Linked DNA regions of Pan troglodytes: region 1 is linked to region 2. Evidence: chromatin contacts called from public HiChIP or PLAC-seq data. All regions are on one chromosome and are shown on one strand. Each heading gives the region's core, a stretch centred on a gene start, on an enhancer-like site or on the middle of the called end of the contact. The rest is flanking DNA. Distances are from core to core; before and after follow the strand shown.

Region 1 (4,971 bases), core at 1,868-4,367, 230 kb after region 2:
CTTCTCTGAATGCTGACTGGCACAGTACCTATGTGATGTTCAGCCAGTTGTTTAACCTCTCTTGCCTCAGTTGCCTTACTGGAAGTAAGTATTTCACAGGGTTATGAGCAATGAGTTTAAAAATGCCTATGAAGGCTGGGCGCGGTGGCTCACACCTGTAATCCCTGCACTTTGGGAGGTCGAGAAGGGCGGATCACTTGAGGTCAGGAGTTACAAACCAGCATAGCCAACATGGGGAAGCCCCGATTCTACTAAAAAATACAAATATTTGCCAGGCATGATGGCGGGCGCCTATAATCCCAGCTACTAGGGAGGCTGAGGCAGGAGAATTGCTTGAGCCCGGGAGGTGGAGGTTGTAGTGAGCCGAGATCGCACCACTGCACCTCAGCCTGGGAGTCAGAGCAAGACTCTGTCTCAAAAAACAATAAAAATAAAAATAAATAAACAAAAATGCGGCCGGGCGCGGTGGCTCACGCCTGTAATCCCAGCACTTTGGGAGGCCAAGGTGGGCGGATCACGAGGTCAGGAGATGGAGACCATCCTGGCTAACACGGTGAAACCCCGTCTCTACTAAAAATATAAAAAATTAGCCAGGCATGGTGGCGGGCGCCTGTAGTCCCAGCTACTCTGGAGGCTGAGGCAGGAGAATGGCGTGAACCCGGGAGGCGGAGCTTGCAGTGAGATCGCGCCACTGCACTCCAGCCTGGGCGACAGAGCAAGACTCCGTCTCAAAAAGAAAAAAATAAATAAAAATAAAAATGCATATAAAGTACTCAACCCAAAGCCTGGCACACAGCAGGCACTCAACAGTATTTCCCATTCCTTTCCCTCTACTTCCCTATGCTCAAGGTACAAACATTAACACCATCTTTGGTTGCAAGGGGATCAGATGTTGGCTGGTCAGAGCATCTTCTTTTTACACACGCCTCAAGATACTGGCAAATTTGAGCTCTGTATCCTTTCCTTTTTAGACACCTGTTTCTTCTTCCGCATTAATTTTCTTTTCATCAAAAAACAACAACAACAACAACAACAACAAAGGCTGTCATGCAATTAGATGAGAGCTTTCATCAGTCACATTCTAGTCCTGAGACCTGGGTGTTGCTCAGAGGTCAAACCAAACACACACCCACTCTAGGGATGCATTTCTCCTGCTGATGATGGCTAATTACATGCATCATGTGCTGAATTTTTAATAATTTTACTCCCAGATTAAACTCTTCCCCAGATTCTGTTGCAACTGACTCTAACCCTCTAATGAATGTCTCCAACCTCACATCCAAGTGGAACCTGATTATGCACCTATGTGTCCCAGCAATCAAACGCAGGATGAAAATCAAAATGAACCAGCAGGGCATGGTGGCTCATGCCTGTAATACCAGCACTTTGGGAGGCCGAGGCAGGAGGATCACTTGAGGTCGGGAGTTCGAGACCAGCCTGGCCAATATGGCAAAACCCCATCTCTACTAAAAATACAAAAATTAGCCGGGCATGGTGGCACATGCCTGTAATCCCAGCTGCTCAGAAGGCTGAGGCAGGAGAATCACTTGAACCAGAGAGCTGGAGGTTGCAGTGAGCCGAGGTCGTGCCACTGCACTCCAGTCTGGGTGACAGAATGAGCCCCTGTATCAAAATAAGGAAAAGAAAAAAAAAATTGTCCCATCCAGTAAAACATGTCACTAGCTGCCATTTCCCCAGGTGGATGGCTAACGGAAATACGGGCCTGCTAAAAAGACTCAGGAGACAATATTATCCATCTCCTTCCCTTCCAACCTGCTCTGGTTTCTATGAAAAAGTGAAGGCCAAACTGCTAAGTCAGTGTAAAAGTTGTAAGCGACTGAAATGTTCTCAGGAGGAAGAGTTTATGGATGTTTATGGAGGAGACAGTCACTGTTGAAAGGCTTCCAGTTGCTTATTATTTGGGCCTGAGGAGGAACCACCCCTGAAATCAAGCTTGGAAGAGCTTGCTGACGTCAGATTCCCAGCTGTAGTAACCCCAAATGGCCAAGTAAGTATGCTTTTTTTTTTAACTGCAGCTGTTAGGTGGCAATTAAGAGGGGAAGCGGTGGTAAGGAATCCCTAGTGTCTGTAATTATAAAAGCAAGGATGTGACATAGGACTTCCATAAAACTTACACCTCCTCTTAAGATTGATTTCAATTAAAAACTGCTTCATCGTTGGTGACACTTTAGCATCTCTGTTGGTGGCTTCCTGCCCTGACCACACAAGGTTCCTTTCGTGACGACAGGAATCAACAAAAAGAAGAAAAAAATGTAAGTTTACCAACGCGCCTTCCCTTTTTCCGAGCCTGATTTATACAGGATATATGGGAAGAAATGTGGACTCCTTGACCTGTTACAAGAATCCATCAACCACCCAAATAAATGGAAACGTGGAAAGAGATTCAAAGTCCTCCAGGTTTTAGGATATTTTAAGGTATTTAAAAGGGAGAAGGAGGCGCCGACAGCGCACCCGGTGCTCTGTGTCACGATCTTGCGCTCGCGGCGCCTTTGAGGACAAGGGCGGCGGGAAAGGGGTCCGCGGGGTTCCGAGGCGAGCGGCCGTGGAGGAAGCGCCCCCGAAGAAGGCCTGGTCCCTACGCCCCGCACAGCCCAGGGCTGGGGAACACAGATCCTCGGGGGAGGCCCCAGGGAGGGAAGGCAGGAGCGGGGCCCGCGGGAGGGGAGGGACGGGAGCCGTTGCCACGCACCGCGCCCTGCCCGGACCGCCGCGGGACAGCCAGTTGTTCAGCGCCGGGATCCCGCGGCTGTGCCAGAAAGCAGGCTCCTCGGGACGCCGCGGGGCTGCCGTCCCGACCCCTCGCTTCCTTCCGCGCTCCCGGGACCGGGCTCAGCACCCGGCGCCCCGGCTCCGACCGGACACTCACCCGGAGCCACCAGCGGCGAACTCACGGCGCCTCCCACGAAGACAGCAGCGGCTAGGACGGCGGACCCCGGGAGTGCCCGCGGAGCCATCGCCGCGTCGCTTTGCCCTCCTCCCCCAGGGCGCCGCGTCCCGCGCTCGGGAAGGCAGAGCCGCTCCGGAGCCGGCGGGCTGATCGAGTGGCTGGGCTGGGCCCCAGGGAGCGGCGAACCCCGCCCCGCCATTGCCCCGCCCCACGCCACACCCACCTCGGCTAGGTCCCGCCTCTCCCCGCGCGCCCCGGGCTCCATCTAAGCCGGGACGAGGCCCACTCATGGCTCCGCCGCCGACTCCCCGCCCACCTCAGCCTGATCCCGCCTCTCCCTGCCATTCCCGCTTCCTTTCCAAACCCGGCAGCAGCCTCAGCGGCGTAGCTAGGCCATGGACACGCCCTCTTTCTCCACCCACCTCAGCTTGGCCCCGCCTCTCCCTGCCGAGCCCCGGACTCCACCTAAGAAGGCACGTGGCCCATCCATGGCCCCGCCCTTTTCCCCTCCCACAGCTCTGCCCGACCCGTCCTCTCCCTACCGCTCCCGCTTCCTTTCCAAACCCAGCAGCAGCCTTGGCGGCGCAGTTAGGCTATAGCCCCGCCCTTGTGCCCTGCCCACCGTGGCCCGGCCCTGCCTCTACTTGCCACGCCCGCTTCCTTTCCAAGCCGGGCTGGGATTACGCGGGAGCCCGGGGCTGGGGGAGGGTCGCCCGGGTGCAACCTCCCTCGGTCGCTGGGACTAGGCGGGCGTGGGAAGAGAAAGAGGGAGCGCGCCCCGAGAAGCACTGGACAGTCAGAAGCGGCCAGCACTGGAGTGAGCACAGGCTTTTTTCGCTGTTGGCATGTCTAACCACTAGCATTCCCCTCGGTTGCAGGTCTAGGGAGTGACGCTGTGCTGGATGTCACGTTCTGTTGTTTGGAAATTAGCAGAAAAGATAAATAACTTAAATTTCTTCCTCTGTTTGTTTGCATTTAAGCTGCTCCTATTGGGGAAAATACCTCTATGCATTTTCAGGAACAACTTGCCTTTTTTTTAAATCGTGTGCTTGTATTGCACCTTGCGCATACTCCCGCAAAGTAGGTCTTTCAATGCCCAGGCGCTTATTATCTCCTCACATCCTCACATCAGCTCTGCGAGGTGACTATTAGAGGCCAGGGAGTAAACCCACGATGTCTGGGCCACCATGATAAATTGTAATTATCTCATTGTCATTGTGTTTGCTCGCTGCTGTGCCCTCAGCGCCTGGATGGAGGACAGACAGCACACGCTAAGAGGTCAGAAGTGTTTTCTGAAGTTGAATCATCTTCACAAGCATTAATAGGACTCAGAGGCTCTCTCTGAATAGTTCCTTTTTACTGCCCTGTAGAGACTGTTGTTACTGGGCCATCAAGCATTTGCTTGAAGGAAATTAGGGCAGGACTTGAGCAAATACTCAACACCAGCAAGAAGAGGGGGTGCATGGGAGCCGTGGGTTTTCACAGGATGGGTATCATCCTTGAGGTGACTGATAACCTCTAGTTTTCAGAGGACTATTTATTCTCTCACCGAGTCCTCCACGCAGTCTGCTGGACTATTATTACAAACATTGCGTTGATGTGGGAATTGCCAGTGACAGAAGCTCAGGCCACTACAGTACAGATGGCTGAGGCTGAAGGATGGAGCCCCTGCCCTTTGAAGCCCAAGGAGGGCACTGCGCGTCCTGCGCTCAGTTGGCAGCGCATCCTACAGTCTGGCAGTCTTAGCAGGCAGCCTTTGCTAGTTTTATATCAACATAAACACTGAGAATGGGTGCAGAGGAAAGCGATCCATGTGGATTTCTAACTAAAACAGGAGAGAATCCCGGACCTAGAAATTAAACTATAAATTAGAAGTAGTAGCCAGAACCAGCTACAAAATTTGCAGGGCACAATGCAAAATGAAAAGGCAGGGCCTTCTGTTCAAAAATCATTAAGAATTTCAAGATGGCAACAACACAACGTTAAATCGATTGTGGAGCCCTCCTAAACACACAGTTGCACAGGTCACACACTTATAAAGCCAGCTCTGGTTTTGTAAGTTA
Region 2 (5,660 bases), core at 1,274-3,773:
AGGTGTTTGATGAAGGGGAGGGAAAACTCAAATAATTCCAGTTCCAATTGGAATTGAGTAGATAGAATTACAAATGTAAAGTGAACAGGGGATGAAAGCGGGGGAAAATCACAAAACAAACTTGGACCTAGAGAGTTTAAAAGTAAGACATCCATCTAGCCCATTAGAAATAGTCTATCTATCCCATGGAGAAAACTCAAATAAAAACCCACTCAGTTCTTTCTTTCTCAGTAAGGAGATTGCAATGGATTGCAAGGAGCCCTTACTGCAATGCCTAATATGGTGTGGGGAGTTTTTTGGGCTATAACATAAACGGATACCATAATGTTTTTAATGTTGTTTGTTTTTTACAACTCTTTCACAAATTTGGAACCATGTTGATAAATCCACTCAAAAAAATTAGCTTTCCTATCTTTCATGACTCATTGGCTGGGAACAATTTACATGTCAGTGAAAACATGGGCACACCTAAAAAATGAAGTGAATCATGGTGTTTTCACCGTGGTGTGCATCAAGAAACCATAGGTTTTTCTTCCATATGTTTTACAAGGGCCCCTCAGATCTCAATTTGGCATTCCAAGAGATCTGCGAGAAGTACAGATTACACGTTGTATGGACACATGGAGGGTTCAGTTTCAGTGTATCAACATGACAGATTACATAAAACTGGTAATCTAGGGATACAAATAAAAGCAGCACCTCTAGTTTTATAGAATGCCAGCCCTTACTATTTAATAGATGAGGGGAACTTCGCCAGCTACTTGTGCATATTTCAGAGCAACGGTTCGCAAACTGGAGTAGGTACCACTTGCTAAAACACAGATTTCTTCACCCTCCCTCCCCAACTATTTCTGAATCAATATGTCTGGGGTGGGTCCCAAGAATTTGCATTTTTACTACATTCTCTCAGATTATGCCGATGCTATTAGTCTAGGAACTGCACTTTAAAATCTAAGGCAGGCTGGGGTGCGCGGTGGCTCAGCTTGCAATTCCACACTTTGGGAGGCCGAGGCGAGCGGATTGCTTAACCTCAGGAGTTCAAGACCAGCCTGGGCAAGTTAAGGAGAGCCCACCCTCACCCTAGTCTCCACAAAAATAATAATAATAATAATAATAATACAAAAATTAGCCGAGCATGGTAGCATGAGCCTGTAGTCCCAGGCACTACAGAGGCTGAGGTGGGAGGATCCCTTGATCCCCAGAGGAGGAGGTTGCAGTAAGCTGAGATCGCATCACACTCCAGCCTGTGTGCAACAGCCAGACCCTGTCTCAAATAATAATAAATAAATAAATAAAATGAAACCCAATACAAATACCAACTCCTTTTTGGACAGATAACCTACTTGATAAATGTATCAATATCCTGTAGACAATTAAGTGTCGACTATAAGTTGGACATGAGTGCCGTTCATTGTGACAAAGGATGTAAAACCACATATAACTTCCTGCAAAAATCTACCACTTTACAGCGTGCAATCCCAGCACTGCAAAATTAGAAGAATTCAAAAAATGGAGTCTTCAAATTTTCAAAAGCCTGGCAAATATCATGTGAATGGGGCTGGAATCATTAAAGTAGATACATTGAAAACCCAAGGACACTATGTCCATCCTTAGATAATACTCTGTCCAGATGCCTCTCCAATATCCTATTTTATTCTCTTGCTGGATGAGTTGAAAAGAAGAGAGAAGAGAGAAGAGGGTAAGCTAGGTGGCGCAGTTGCTTAACACTTTTTTTTGGCAAGCCCAGCATTCGCTTTGGAGCACAGGTGAAAAGAATGTCCAGTCCTTAAGCAGAGTCAGTTCTCCACCCGCCTTAGGTATATGGATTGTAACAGCTACGAATGTGGAACTCAGTAGATTGGATGCAGTCTTGTGGCCAATGTCCTAAGACCTCAGGAAAAGAAAGGGATGGTGGGGGAGTGGGTGAGGAGGGGACAGGGAACCAGGAGTTCATTGAACTCCCACTGGGGCCTTTAGGGTGCAGGCGAGTGTGTGCAACTTCCCTGGTTTTTATCGTGGTGGTGGCGCCCCCGCTGTTTCTAGGTCCATGTAGCTCATACAGGGCTGGCCATGGAACTCACAGCAGGTCTAGGCGGCGAATGCCAGAAATAAGGAGGAAACTGAAAAATGCCAAGTTCTCGGGGTTTGGGAGTACACAACTATTTGCCAGCGGGTGCATTTGTTTTGTGTATCCCCGTACTCCAGTCCCTTGATCATAGGAAGCTCCCTTCTCTCCAGCGCAACATTGGAGTAAGCACCACGGAGTTTCCCGTGATGGCAGGCGGTTGGCGCGGTCGTTTGTGCTCAGAGGCCAACAAGCGCGTGGATTTTCTGCTTCAGTGCGCCCGGGACTGCCACCCCGGCCCCGGGGATGTCGGACATCGTACTCCAGGGTTTCGAGCCCTAGCCCCGCCGCATCCTCGGGGCGTGCAGGTAAAGGGTTACGCGTGTCGGGAAGGCTCACCCGCAGCCCGGGCCACGTGACGCGCGGGCCCAATGACAGCGCTGGGGCGGCCGCTGCGAGCTCGGCGGGCTCAGGGCAGCGCGGAGCCGCTAGCGTTTCCCGGCGCGGCTGCCCGAGGCCGGCGAAGCCATGGGCGCCGGGACCCCGCCGCCGCCGCCGCCGCCGTCTGGCCCCAGGTAGGGACAATCCCCCGCCCCGCGCGCGCAAAGAGGGCTTTAGTCCTGCGGAACTTGGCTTTGGGGCGAGCTTTCCCCCACTTCTCTGCGAGTCGCCTACTTTTAAGTTTAATTTCTTGATTTGCTTTTGCCCTGAAAAAAAAGAAAATTAGAGACGCAATTCAAAGTTTGATGACTTCGGGAAAAGTCACGTAATTCAACAAAGGGGCTCTAAAAGAGGCAAAACTCGGGTGGGGGGAGGCGGACTTTTACAGATTCTCAAAACCAAAGACCAAGGCGTTTGTAAAGCTTGGCGTTTAATTGGTTGTGTGAAACATTTTTGCTTTTAAATCCCTAACTAATGAACTTTCAACGGTGCATGCGAACTTGAAAAAACTGCAAGAGATTTTACCTTAGATCTGTGCCCTCCTCCCCCATTTTAAGTATGTTTTTTAATAAAAAGGAAATGGAATGTGACCTCTGCTGTTTCTTTGAAATGCCCTTGGGTCCCGGTATTTGCCCCCCAGGGGTGCTGGCGGCCTGGGCAGTGGGTAGGGGTGGGGGAAGAGGTCAGGGTGCCAGGAGGCCTCACGTAGTGAAAAGAGGGTGCCAGGTGCAAACAGTTAAATAGTCACAAACTGTTTGCTAAATATTTAATAATTAGGCAAGCATCTCCCAGCTTGGTTACTTAGGTTGCATTGACCTTGGCAGCCCTGATGAGGCGAGATTTTCACAAAGTACTGGTGAAGAATTTTTCCGGTGATAAAAGGCAAGGATCATTGCTTTTTACCCCAGCATGGCAATTGACCTTAAAAACAAAATTAAAACTCCCTGTGATGACTTAGTACATTTTATGTTACTTTCCATGGCAGCATAGATACCTGCCCCATGATGGATATTTGCCCTGTGAATTTAGAGGAAGTTCGTGCTCCAGAGGTGGTTCAAATCATTGAAGAATAGGGCGTTTATTTTCTTCCTGTCACTATTTATGGGAAAGAATTACTGATGGTCCTTCTTGCCCTGGTTTGCGGATGTCCTTGGTGGTTGCAATCAAGCAAGCTCTTATGAGGAATAATATCTAGAGAAAAGAAGAGAAGCATTTGAGAGTTGAATGAGAAAGAAATGGAAAGGGGTTACTGCTTTTAAACATAATAGAGTCTATATTTGCTGCCTACCCCTCCCCCTTCCCCATTTAATCCTTCAGTTGATACTATTTTAGGAAGGATAAGACAGATGTTAAAGATCATAGACCACCTTACTGGTCCCAGCTGTGAAACACTGTCAGGAGGCAGATAATTGAAACAAGGTACATAATTGAAACAATTTGAAGCTCAAAGGTAAAGTTAAGTTCTGGAGTTATTTGTATTTCCCTAAAGTGTGAAGAGTCAGCTAACAGCAAGCTGCCTGGGTCACTGAGCAGAAATGGAACAGATGCTGAGACAGGAAGGGAAGGTGTGGCTTACTTCTCTTCTTGGCCCATTCTGTGTCTATCCTCTGATCCTGTTCCGTGCATTTATTCAGCAAGTATGATCTTGGTCCTCAATGGCTCCGGAGATTGAGATAAATAATGATACCTAAAGAGAAATAGGGCCAATCTTTCCTGTGTTTCAAAGAGCTTTTTGGATATCTGGGATTGAAGACAAAAACTTGCATACCAACTCAACATGTTCCATTATCCTAAACATGGAATGATTCCCTTGACGTCCCACCCAGACCCTCTCTGAGCCGGAAATACAACCTGGCTAAGCTCCGGCCAGAATCCATTTGCAGCCCAAGGGCAGAGCACAGGTAGGGCCGGCCCCTTTCCTCCTAGAACAGCCCGCTCTTGGTGCCCGGAAGCCCATTCACTGTGCTTCTTGGAATAGACACCAGTTTCCAAATAATTGAATACCAGCCTCCCAGTAGCTAGGTTTCCTCTCCCTAGACTGTGTTTCACATTCCCCTAGTTACACAATTTTTCTGATAACCCTGAATCTTGGGATCTTTTACAGTCTTGGTTAAATAGTAACTAGTACCTATGTCCTGCTTTTCTTTCTTGGTCATTAGGCAGATTTTCTTTTTGGTCATTCTTTTTGGTCATTAGATTACATGCTTACAGAGAGACTTTGTAGGTGTGTAGAAAAGAGTTGAGTTAAAGGGGTCATCCTAGAGGAAGCCGACTTGGAGTCTTCACCTATGTGCAGGTCAGATGTAGCCTTTCTCGAGTGCCTGCTCTTAACCATTGAGCCATCCTGCGTCTCTAGTTGTAGCCTTTCTTACTCTGACTGCTATTTAAGAGAATAAACTGAAAATGAAATCGTTCATCTACTTGTACCCTTTTCACCCGAGAATATCATAATCCCACAGAGGTTAGTTAAAATCTTCAGGACTGTAGATTATCAAATAATCCTTTCCTAAAACATACGTAAAACACCAAGCCAATGAATACGTGTCCTGAAACAGAAAATTAAAACTCTGACTCAGTGTTGTCAGGCATTGTAGAAAAGATGTTCCAGAGCTGCAATGAATATTAACAAATGACAAAAGGAATATTGTATCTCAAACTTTATCACAAGTGCTGAACTCTGTTCTGTTCAGTGTACAAGTGGTTCTACAAAATTTAATAAAACCCTGACCTGGCCTTGGAGACATCATGTGCATAGACCCAGAGACACCAGAGAGTCGATGAGTTTCTGCGGACACAGTCCTTGTCTTCAGAGATCCCAATATCTTGGGAGAAACCATTGAAGGATCTTAAGCACAGCAGATCTCTATTTTAGAGAGTTCATGCAGGCTGCAATGAGAATGAAACAGGAAAGATACAACCAAGACCAAAGGCAGCTGCGGCAAAAATTTAAATTAGAGGAGAGAGAGAAGTGAACTGATTCGAAAGATAGTTAAAGAAGCACTGGTATTTAAGATTTTAACTGTAAGAACCCATTAATTGACTTGAATCTCTGACGTCAATTTACATGTCATTTCAAAATACATGTTCTCCAGGTAGATAAATGTAAGCCACGTTTCATTGCAATGTTCTTCATGTGAATTCTAGTTCCTCTAGA

The links. HiChIP or PLAC-seq counts read pairs in DNA pulled down with a chosen protein or histone mark.
Region 1: a contact with region 2 is called in an H3K4me3 HiChIP or PLAC-seq map of stem cell-derived excitatory neurons, with 3 times the contacts expected there. The contact joins the promoter of RELL1 here to the promoter of C4H4orf19 in region 2. A contact is called at or near these places in 1 of 7 Hi-C or Micro-C datasets (stem cell-derived neural progenitor cells) and 1 of 1 datasets of contacts at active chromatin or transcription factors (stem cell-derived excitatory neurons).

What each region holds. Positions count from the first base shown.
Region 1 is chr3:38,005,666-38,010,636 of NHGRI_mPanTro3-v2.0_pri, forward strand. RELL1 (RELT like 1) reads right to left here and starts at 3,118. Exons shown (of 7, transcript XM_016951441.3): 1 at 2,888-3,118. The coding sequence starts at 3,107.
Region 2 is chr3:37,775,657-37,781,316 of NHGRI_mPanTro3-v2.0_pri, forward strand. It overlaps C4H4orf19 (chromosome 4 C4orf19 homolog), which reads left to right and starts at 2,524. Exons shown (of 4, transcript XM_001135649.6): 1 at 2,524-2,640. LOC129143839 (a long non-coding RNA gene) reads right to left here. Exons shown (of 3, transcript XR_008547759.1): 2 at 4,083-4,193; 3 at 3,352-3,697.